2 separate regions of the Mus musculus genome follow, and region 2 is linked to region 1. Evidence: chromatin contacts called from public HiChIP or PLAC-seq data. All regions are on one chromosome and are shown on one strand. Each heading gives the region's core, a stretch centred on a gene start, on an enhancer-like site or on the middle of the called end of the contact. The rest is flanking DNA. Distances are from core to core; before and after follow the strand shown.

Region 1 (4,521 bases), core at 858-3,357:
AGACCATCTTCATTGCTGGGGCTGTATGTCTTGAGATGAAGTCATGAAAATCTTCCATCTTTATACTTCTACTCAATATAGTTTTAGATTATTCTAAATTCTTTGGATTCCGATATCTATTTTAGAGCCAACTTATCAGTTTCTACTAAAACTTTGTCTTGAGGAGAAATATCTTTAAAACATTTTCATATTTTATTTTCTTATGTGCACAAGTGGTTTGCCTGTTGTATATATGTATACCACTTGCCTGCCTGCTGTCCATGGAGTTCAGGAGAGGAGGGTATTATAACCCCTAGAACTGAAATTACAGATGTGAGTCATCCTGTGGGTCCTCTGCAAGATCAACAAGTGTTCTTAATCATGGGCGCATCTCTCCATCCAGAGAAATATCGTCCAATGAAATCAAGTTTTTCTAACCCATGAGCATATAATCTATTACTCCCAGCAGTATTTTGTAGTTTTTAATGTTGGAGTCAAACACCAAATTCACTAGATTTAACTCTCTCTATATATCTCAGATTTTTATGTAAAATGATGTTTTAATAATTTTATTTGCATATGTTATATGCATGTTATGTGATTCGTTAAGTCTATTTTACACATACATATTTTGGGTTTTGTTTAGTTTTTGAGATAAGGTTTCTCTGTGTAGCCCTGGTTGTCCTGGAATTTGCTCTAAAGACCAGGCTGGCCTCCATCTCACACAGATCCACCTGTCTCTGCCTCCCAAGAATGTTCTTTTTTTCCCCTCTCCTCTCCTCTCCTTTCCTCTCCTCTCCTCTCCTCTTTTCTTTTCTTTTCTTTTCTTTTGCTTTGTTTGAGACTGGGCCTCTTTATCTAGCTCTGGATGTCCTGAAACTCACTTTGTAGACTGGGCTGGCCTTGAACTCACAGAGATCTGCCTGCCTCTCTACCTCCCCAGTGCTGAGACTAAAGGTATGCACTACCATACGGGGGGGGGGGGGGGGAGGTATTCAGTAGTTATGGCTAGCATACAATTGCCTTCATTTCATATTTTAAAAATATTTATTTTATTCAAATTTGTGTTTTCATATGTGTACGTGAGTGCATGTGCCCGAGAGGCATAAGACCCCTTGCAGCCAGAGTTACAGGCAGCCAGCTGCTATCAGGGCTGGGAACAGAACTTGGACCCTATTGATCACTGTGACCAGGTAACCACATTGGACAGTACAGAAAAGATGGGAAAGATACAGTCCCATGTCTCCATGAGCTTATTACCTAATTTTAGGCCTGGTAGGAAAGGCAGGAAAAAGGCCAAAATAAAATGCAAATAACTCAACACTTTGTACAAAGTAGTGTAGGGAAGGCAACATGACACAGGATGTAAGCCAGCAAACACAAGAGCCAAGTCCCCACTTGGTCACTTTGTTCCTCCTCTGTTAGGATGCAGCTTGTATTCTGGGCGACTCCATGCTATCGTGATTGGAGCTTGAATGGGAGAGTGCAAGGAAGAATACCATCCTAAATTTGCAAAGCATTGTGCACACAGGAGGCGGGGCTCACATATCTCTGTTCCATTTTGACTTTGACATGCTAATCCTGCGCTCTCAGGAGTATGAGCCACCTGCGTCTCATAAACCTTTCGATTTACTTACACACGTGTGACCTTTCCTATCCTGGGGCCACTCTAGCAGTATTGACCGCTGACTTGCAAGGAAGGGTGCTTAGCAACTGCATAGGAAATGATGCTTGCCGCTGCGATGTTGGTGGCCAGCAAGGATAAAAGCCGTAGAGGCGAATGAAAGCTGACCCGCTGCGAACAACCGAGGTGGATCCGGGAACAGGACCCTGAGTCCTTACTTGCACCCTGCCAGGTTTCCAAGTTGCTCTGCTTTCTCCAGTCACCTCTCGCTCCTCCCTCTGCTGCTGTCTTTTGTCTTTGAAAGCCGGGGGAGACCGACAACAGATTATTAACTGTGCACGCAGGTGTTATTGAAGAGACCAATTTGTGAACAATGGTCCTTCCCACGTTGTCCAAACAGAAAGATTGTTCCGCAGCTGTTATTTGCAGAACCTGTCAGCGTTCTCAGCGCTGCTACGGCGGCGCCAGCTGTCCTAGAGCGCGGCTCTCCCCGCGACGCCCACTCCTGACAACGCTGCCGAGCCCTCGCTGCACAGCTGCCCACCGCTGGCCACACTCCACGCCCGGCTGCCTTGCACCAGACAACGCGACCTGGCTCCCCGCCTTCCTCGAAACAGCTCCATACCTCTCCTCTGGGAGCATCCTTCTCATTCCTTTATCCCTGAAAACAGAATCCATGGAGTTGCTTGGGAAGCCTACTGCGTTGGAGTTTGGAGGACGGATATTCGTGCAGACGTTATGTAAAATGTGTGGCCCAGATGCCTACTGCGGATCTTCCCTGTAGGATCTAAGTGAACCCATCAATTCCGCAGTCTAGGGGTGGTCCAGACTTCCTCCAGGGAATGCTTTCATTCCATCACCTACCCTAAGGCAGAAGAATGCAACCCTTTCAGTGAGTTCCTAACTAAAGCGTCTGCCAGTGTCACTGTAAAGTTTTTCACTGTCAGCTTCCAACTCCTATGTGCTTGTTTGGCCCTGGAAAACTCGATTTCCTCTCTCTACTCTCTAGTCCTCAGGCCCTTCCCCCAAATCTCCACACCCGGGTCCCACCAACCGCTTCCAAGAGGCAGGACTCTCTCTCCTTCAAGGAAGAAGTACTGTTTTATTCCTGGTACAAAGACCTTCAGTTCCAGGGGTGTCCTGCTGGCGCCGGAATGTCTGCTGGGCTGCCAGTTTCTCAAAAAATTCACTGGCCTTCTGCTCTCCCCTCTTCCCATTTGGGGATGACCCCTTACAGAGGCGGTAAGTTTCCCAAGGAGCAGAAAAAAAAAATGTTCGCTGGGGCTTTCCATCCTGAGTTTCCCACAATGACCTGAAAACCCTAACAGTTGGATCTTCCCCCACGCAGCAGCCAGGCCCATTCATAGGTACTTAGCTGCTATTCCTATACAAATGGCATTCGAAACTGCCACACTCTTTTCCAGATCCCCAAAACAGGTAATCACAGTCTAGCCTAGTATTTGTGTGCCAAATTCAAATCTACAGACAAGAGCCGATAGCATTTTGTACACTACAATACTACCCACCTTATATTGGAGTCCAAGTTAAAAATGTAAATTTTTTTCACACACCAATTTCTAAGGTGTTTGCTCCACTCAACTATGAAGCCATAAAATAGATTCTCAAGACCTCTTCTTAATCCCATTTTAGGCTGATGATGACACGTTCTAAAATGACCAATCATAGCTTTAAAAAAAAGATTTATTTATTTATTATTTATTTGTGTGAGCAAACTGTCGCTGTACAGATGGTTGTGAGCCTTCATGTGGTTGTTAGGAATTGAAATTTTTAGGATCTCTGCTCGCTCGCTCTGGTAACTCTACTCGCTCCGGCCCAAAGATTTATTATTATACATAAGTACACTGTAGCTGACTTCAGACACACCAGAAAAGGGTATCAAACCTCTTTATAGGTGGTTTGAGCCACCATGTGGTTGCTGGGATTTGAACTCAGGACCTTCAGAAGAGCAGTCAGTGCTCTTACCCGCTGAGTTATCTTGCCAGCCCCTGACCAATCGTATTTTTTATGAAGTAACCTTAAGTTTCATCTCCTAATTTGCAATTCAAGAAAATGTATATATTAATAGCACTTTACAATTCTTTGTCACTTTACTTTTAACCAAAATAAATAAATAAATAAATAAATAAATAAATAAATAAATAAAGATAATCACTCAAAAAAAATTAACCCTGGACTTAGCAACCCCTGGTTGATTTTGGAATATTAATTAAGAGTCTGAAGGAAAAACGGATGATATGAATGGGAGCTCTGCTCTACTTCCTAAAAAGTGCTCTGAGAATTCAAGAGACTTTAGTTTCTCAGGATTCTTGAGAATTATGTCCACCACCCCCGCATTCCCCAACACTGGGACAGCAGTGCAGATCCACAGCGGACTGCACTTCCTGAACAAGCATTATTTCATCAGTTGCAAGTTGACGACGCCAAGGCAGCGTACAGTCGCTCAGATGCAGCAAGCCCAAGGGTGCATTAAGCTGGTTAAGTGGCTGCTGGCCCAGCCCGGGTGCTGTCTGTCTCCTGGCAGTCATAATGCCACAGGCAGCAGAGAGGGAAGTGTCTCTGTGCATGCTAACAAGCTGGCTGGAAGGAGGCTAGGCTTCTTACTTACCTCAGTACCACATTAGGCTGGGGAAATACAAACCGGGCACCATGCAAATATTTACCTTCAGGGACCTTTGAGAGACCTCTGGGGGAAGGAAAATAAATCTGAACACGTATTTACTCATAATGACTCCCGATAGTGCCATCCGAATACAAGCCGAGCATTTCATTAAGCAGGCATCTTCAATGGCTGCTGGGCTGTGTAAATACATTATAAATAAAGCCACAGATCCGCTAGGCTGGCAGGATGGAGGTGCGGTGTTTGGATACATGAGCCTTGTCTCCCAATAAATCCCTTT
Region 2 (4,682 bases), core at 1,749-4,248, 90 kb before region 1:
ATACATTCACACACAAATATACACATTCACACACTCACATATCCACTCACACAAATATACACATTCACACATATACTCTCACACACACACAAACACACACATGCTCATGGACACACACAATGCATACACATGCTCATACACACATACACACTCATGGACATACCTGCTCACAGGCATACACACACTCACATATACACACATATGCTCACAGATATACACAGACATTACACTTAAATGCATGCTTACAGGTGCACACATACACACAGCACAGATACACACACAAGCTCACAGATACACATTCACATATACGTACATGCTCACACACACAAAGACACTGTACTAGTTAATTTTATGTCAACTTGATAGAAACTAGAGTCATCAAAGAGGCAAGAGTCTCAGTAGGGAAAATGCTTCCATAGCCAGGCAGTGGTGGCACATACCTTTAATCTTGCCACTTGGGAGGCAGAGGCAGAGGCAAGCAGAATTTTGTGAGTTCAAGGCCAGCATGGTTTACAGAGTGAGTTCTAAGACAGCCAGGGCTACACAAAAAAACCCTGTCTGAGAGAGAGAGAGAGAGAGAGAGAGAGAGAGAGAGAGAGAGAGAGAGGGAGAGGGAGAGGGAGAGGGAGAGAGGGAGAGGGAGAGGGAGAGGGAGAGAGGGAGAGGGAGAGGGAGAGGGAGAGGGAGAGGGAGAGGGAGAGGGAGAGGGAGAGGGAGAGGGAGAGGGAGAGGGAGAGGGAGAGGGAGAGGGAGAGGAGAGGAGAGAGAGGATCAGGCCCTCAGGTCTATAAGAGGGGAAGAGGAGCAAGCTATGATAGCAAACCAGTAAGCAGCATCTCTCCATGGTTTCTGCATCAGCTCCTGCCTCCAGCTTCCTGCCCTATTTCAGTTCTTGTGCTGACTTCCTTTGATGATGAACTAATGATAATGAGCCTAAGCCAAACAAACCCTTTCTTTCCTGACTTGCTTTTGATCATGGTGTTTCATCATAGCAATTTGAAACTCTAAGACACACACACACACTCACATACTGTCACACACAGAGACACATACTCACAGATACACAGACACACACAGATACACTTGTTCATATACATGTTCACAGATATACACAGACACACAGAGACATACTCATACACAGACAACACAGCTACACACATTTTCAATACACTCATACATACTCACTGTCCTTTTTTTGTTTTTGTTTTGGGGATTTTTTTGTTTTGGTTTTGTTTTGTTTTGTTTTGTTTTGTTTTGTTTTGAGACAGAGTTTCTCTGTATAGCCCTGGCTGTCCTGGAACTCACTTTGTAGATCAGGCTGGCCTCGAACTCAGAAATCCACCTGCCTCTGCCTCCTGAGTGCTGGGATTAAAGGCATGCACATACTCACTGTAAGGGTTTTATTGCTATGAATAGACACCATGACCAAGGCATCTCTTATAAGGACAACATTTAATTGGGGCTGGCTTACAGTTTTAGAGGTTCAGTTCACTATCATTAAGGCAGGAACATGGCAGCATCCAGGCAGGCATGGTGCAGGCAAAGCTGAGAGTTCTACATCTTCATCTGAAGGCTGCTAGCAGAATACTGACTTCCAAGCAGCTAGGATGAGGGTCTTAAAGGCCATACCCACAGTGACACACCCACTCCAACAAGGCCACGCCCACTCCAACAGGGCCACACCCACTCCAACAGGGCCATACCTCCAAATAGTGCCACTCCCTGGGTCAAGCATATACAAACCATCACACACATAGATACACGTTTATACTCCTACATACACATAAAGATACACACTTACAAACATACTGAAACATAGGCACACACTCATACACATTCACACAGACACACACACTTGTAATATACACTCACACACAGACATACTCTCTCAGAGACATGCTCACACACACACATACATACTCACACAGATACACACACACACACACACACACACACGTCCTCATAGACACATAGACACCCACATACACACAAAACATATACACACCTACACACTCACATATATTCACACACAGAACACATATACACACTTACACACTCACATATATTCACACGCACACACACACTCTTTCTCACACACACATCTTCATGACACATTCTTACACAGACACACATACTGAGACACACACACACAAGTAATTCTTCTGTGTGTCCTGAGAGATTTCCTCATGGTTATTCAACATGTACACATGCTTCATGTTCATGTACCTGTTAAATTCCATGGTAATCTAGGATTCCTGCTAATGCACAGGTAGTGGTGGGGTGGGGGGCAGAGAGGCAGCTTTGGTTCACCAGAGCTTTGTCTCATCACAAAACAAGGTTTCCAGGACCCTGGGGACCCTTCTAACTGCAGCTGAAACCACAGTCTCTTGCAATGTTACTGCCTCGTCTAAAGGCAAGTGCCTCTAGCCTGGGCCAGGTTTCTTTGTCTCCTGTCTAATGTAGCAGGCCATTCTGGCTGAGCTTTTTGTCCCAGAATGCCAGGTTTTGCCAACAGGCTCTCACAGTGTCTTAACAGACAGGCTAACAGACAGGCTGCCAAGCTCAGGCCCGGCGCTGGTTCATTATTCACAGGCAGGGCTCTCCTATGACACCCTGGCTGGCCTTGCTGTCACCTCTTTTTGTGGGAGCACTGTAACATCTTGGCTAATTGTGCAGCCAGTCACAGGTCCTGCCTTGTTCGGTAGATAAGCATGGTCAAGTTCCAAACCTACTGTGAACACAGGAGGCGGCTTCCCAGCTCTCCACAAAGCCCAGGCTGTTTAACTTTGGCACTCTGGGCTGGAGTGGTTAACACCTGAGACACATGCACAAAGAGTCACAGGAAGAGACAGTATGGTCACCAGAGCCCCAGCACTGGGCTTCTCTTCCCAGAATGGCATTCCCACCTTTCTCTGCCAGCTGGTTCCTCTCCATGCACTGCAAAACCTGCCTCCTGGGAGACACTGAAGCATCTGGCAGAGTCACTGCATCTCTGAAAGCTCTCTGTCAGTGTTTCCAAAGTGAGGTCCACATCAGAGACGCCAGAGCTTTTTAAAGACAAGGCTGGGTGCAGAGGTGGGAGGGGCTCATGAACTCTGACCCCTAGCTAAGGAGCTAACGGCCGGGGAGTCAGTTTTCTTATGGGTGTGGTCTTTGTTTGACCAAACTGCAGTGGATGACCCAGACGGATGTCTGGAAGGACAGAATAAACGGAACTGAATGGGCATGATAGTTTGAATGAAAATGGGCCCTATAGGCTCATAGGGAGTGGCAGTATTAGGGGATGTGGCCTTGTTGGAGTAGATGTGGCCTCATCGGAGGAAGTGTGTCACTGGGCGCAGGCTTTGAAGCTCAACCCTCACCGGGTGGCTCGCTCTCTCTGCTGCCTGCAGATCCAGATGTAGAGCCTTCTCCAGTACCATGTCTGTCATCATGCTTCCCACCATGATGATAACAGAGTAAACCTCTGAACCTGTAAGCCAGCCCCAATTAAAGGTTTTTCTTCATGAAGCAACTTTACATGCTCATTGTGTCTCTTTACAGCAAAAATAAATAAATAAATAAATAAATAAAACCCAGTATGTTATAAAAAAAAAGAGAGAGAGAGAAGACAGGAGGAGACATGAAGATAGATCTGAGAGGAATGGGGGTGAATATACCTAAAATACATTCTATTATGTATGCAAGTCTCAAAGAATTAATAAAATATTAGATTTTTGTGGAGAGAGTATCTTGTGTAAGGTACACAAGATACCTCACCTGTCAATTAAAAAATCCATGGCCTACGGCTTAGGCAGAAAATAGAGGCGGGAGGGGTACCAGAGCACAGGTAACCAGCCACAGCCACCCATGTGGCAGAGTGTAGGTTAAATAGGTATCTTTAGTTTTGATCTAGTCAGAGTAGAGCCTAGCTATATGGCCAAGGTATTTGTAAATATAATTTAAGTCTGAGTCTTATTTCCGGGAGCATCGGACTGGGAGGCAGAACCAGAGCTAAACTTCAACAGATTAAAAAAAAAAAAATCTATCTGGTTAACAAAGAAAAGACAGAAGCCGGGTGTGGTGGTGCACGCCTTTAATCCCAGCACTCGGGAGGCAGAGGCAGGCGGATTTCTGAGGCCAGCCTGGTCTACAAAGTGAGTTCCAGGACAGCCAGGGCTATACAGAGAAACCCTGTCTCGAAAACAAAACAAAACAAAACAAAACAAAACAAAACAAAACAAAAAAACCAACCAACCAACCAAAGAAAAGACAGGTCTGAAGTTCCACTTCAAACCTTCGAAAGTTAGAATGGCTTGGAGCAGGGCTTGTATCTGCTTATCAGGCCCCCAGGTGAAAGACTCAGCCCAGTCTGCCTTGATCAGATCTAGCTGCAGGGCATGAGTCCTTTGTTTTGATCTGCTGAGATTCCTGTAGAAAACAACCAAACTAATAAACAAACCTACTACAATCTGGGAGGTGTCAGCGTCAGGACTAAGATATGAATTCTTAGAATTGGAATTTTAGTTCTTTCTCTACATAGTTGGAAAATCACCACTGGGAAAATATGAACCTGGAGTGATTGATGTTGTATTGTTGTTTATGTGGCTAAGGGTTCCTAGAGCCACTGATCTCCGATTTACTTATGTAGAAAGTAAAACTATGGGGCTGGCAAGATGGCTCAGCAGTTAAGAGCACTGACT

What was found. HiChIP or PLAC-seq counts read pairs in DNA pulled down with a chosen protein or histone mark.
Region 2: a contact with region 1 is called in an H3K27ac HiChIP or PLAC-seq map of embryonic stem cells, with 14 read pairs. The contact joins the promoter of Platr26 here to the enhancer-like site in region 1. A contact is called at or near these places in 8 of 39 promoter capture datasets (the 3T3-L1 cell line, 3T3-L1-derived adipocytes, embryonic stem cells and 5 more), 10 of 484 Hi-C or Micro-C datasets (CD4 T cells, bone marrow-derived macrophages, conventional type 1 dendritic cells and 3 more), 5 of 115 datasets of contacts at active chromatin or transcription factors (embryonic stem cells and neural progenitor cells) and 1 of 9 other capture datasets (embryonic stem cells).

Annotation. Positions count from the first base shown.
Region 1 is chr2:71,627,152-71,631,672 of GRCm38.p6, reverse strand. No RefSeq gene overlaps it. Among named protein-coding and RNA genes, the nearest start is that of Gm36909, 26 kb to the left of the region's middle. Within about 2 kb of position 2,107, at least 83 of the 459 cell types and tissues checked have an H3K27ac peak or open chromatin away from gene starts, as enhancers often do. A contact at or near this core is called in embryonic stem cells, neural progenitor cells and neural stem cells, where this site is marked.
Region 2 is chr2:71,717,733-71,722,414 of GRCm38.p6, reverse strand. It overlaps Platr26 (pluripotency associated transcript 26), which reads right to left and starts at 2,998. Exons shown (of 4, transcript NR_037979.1): 1 at 2,907-2,998.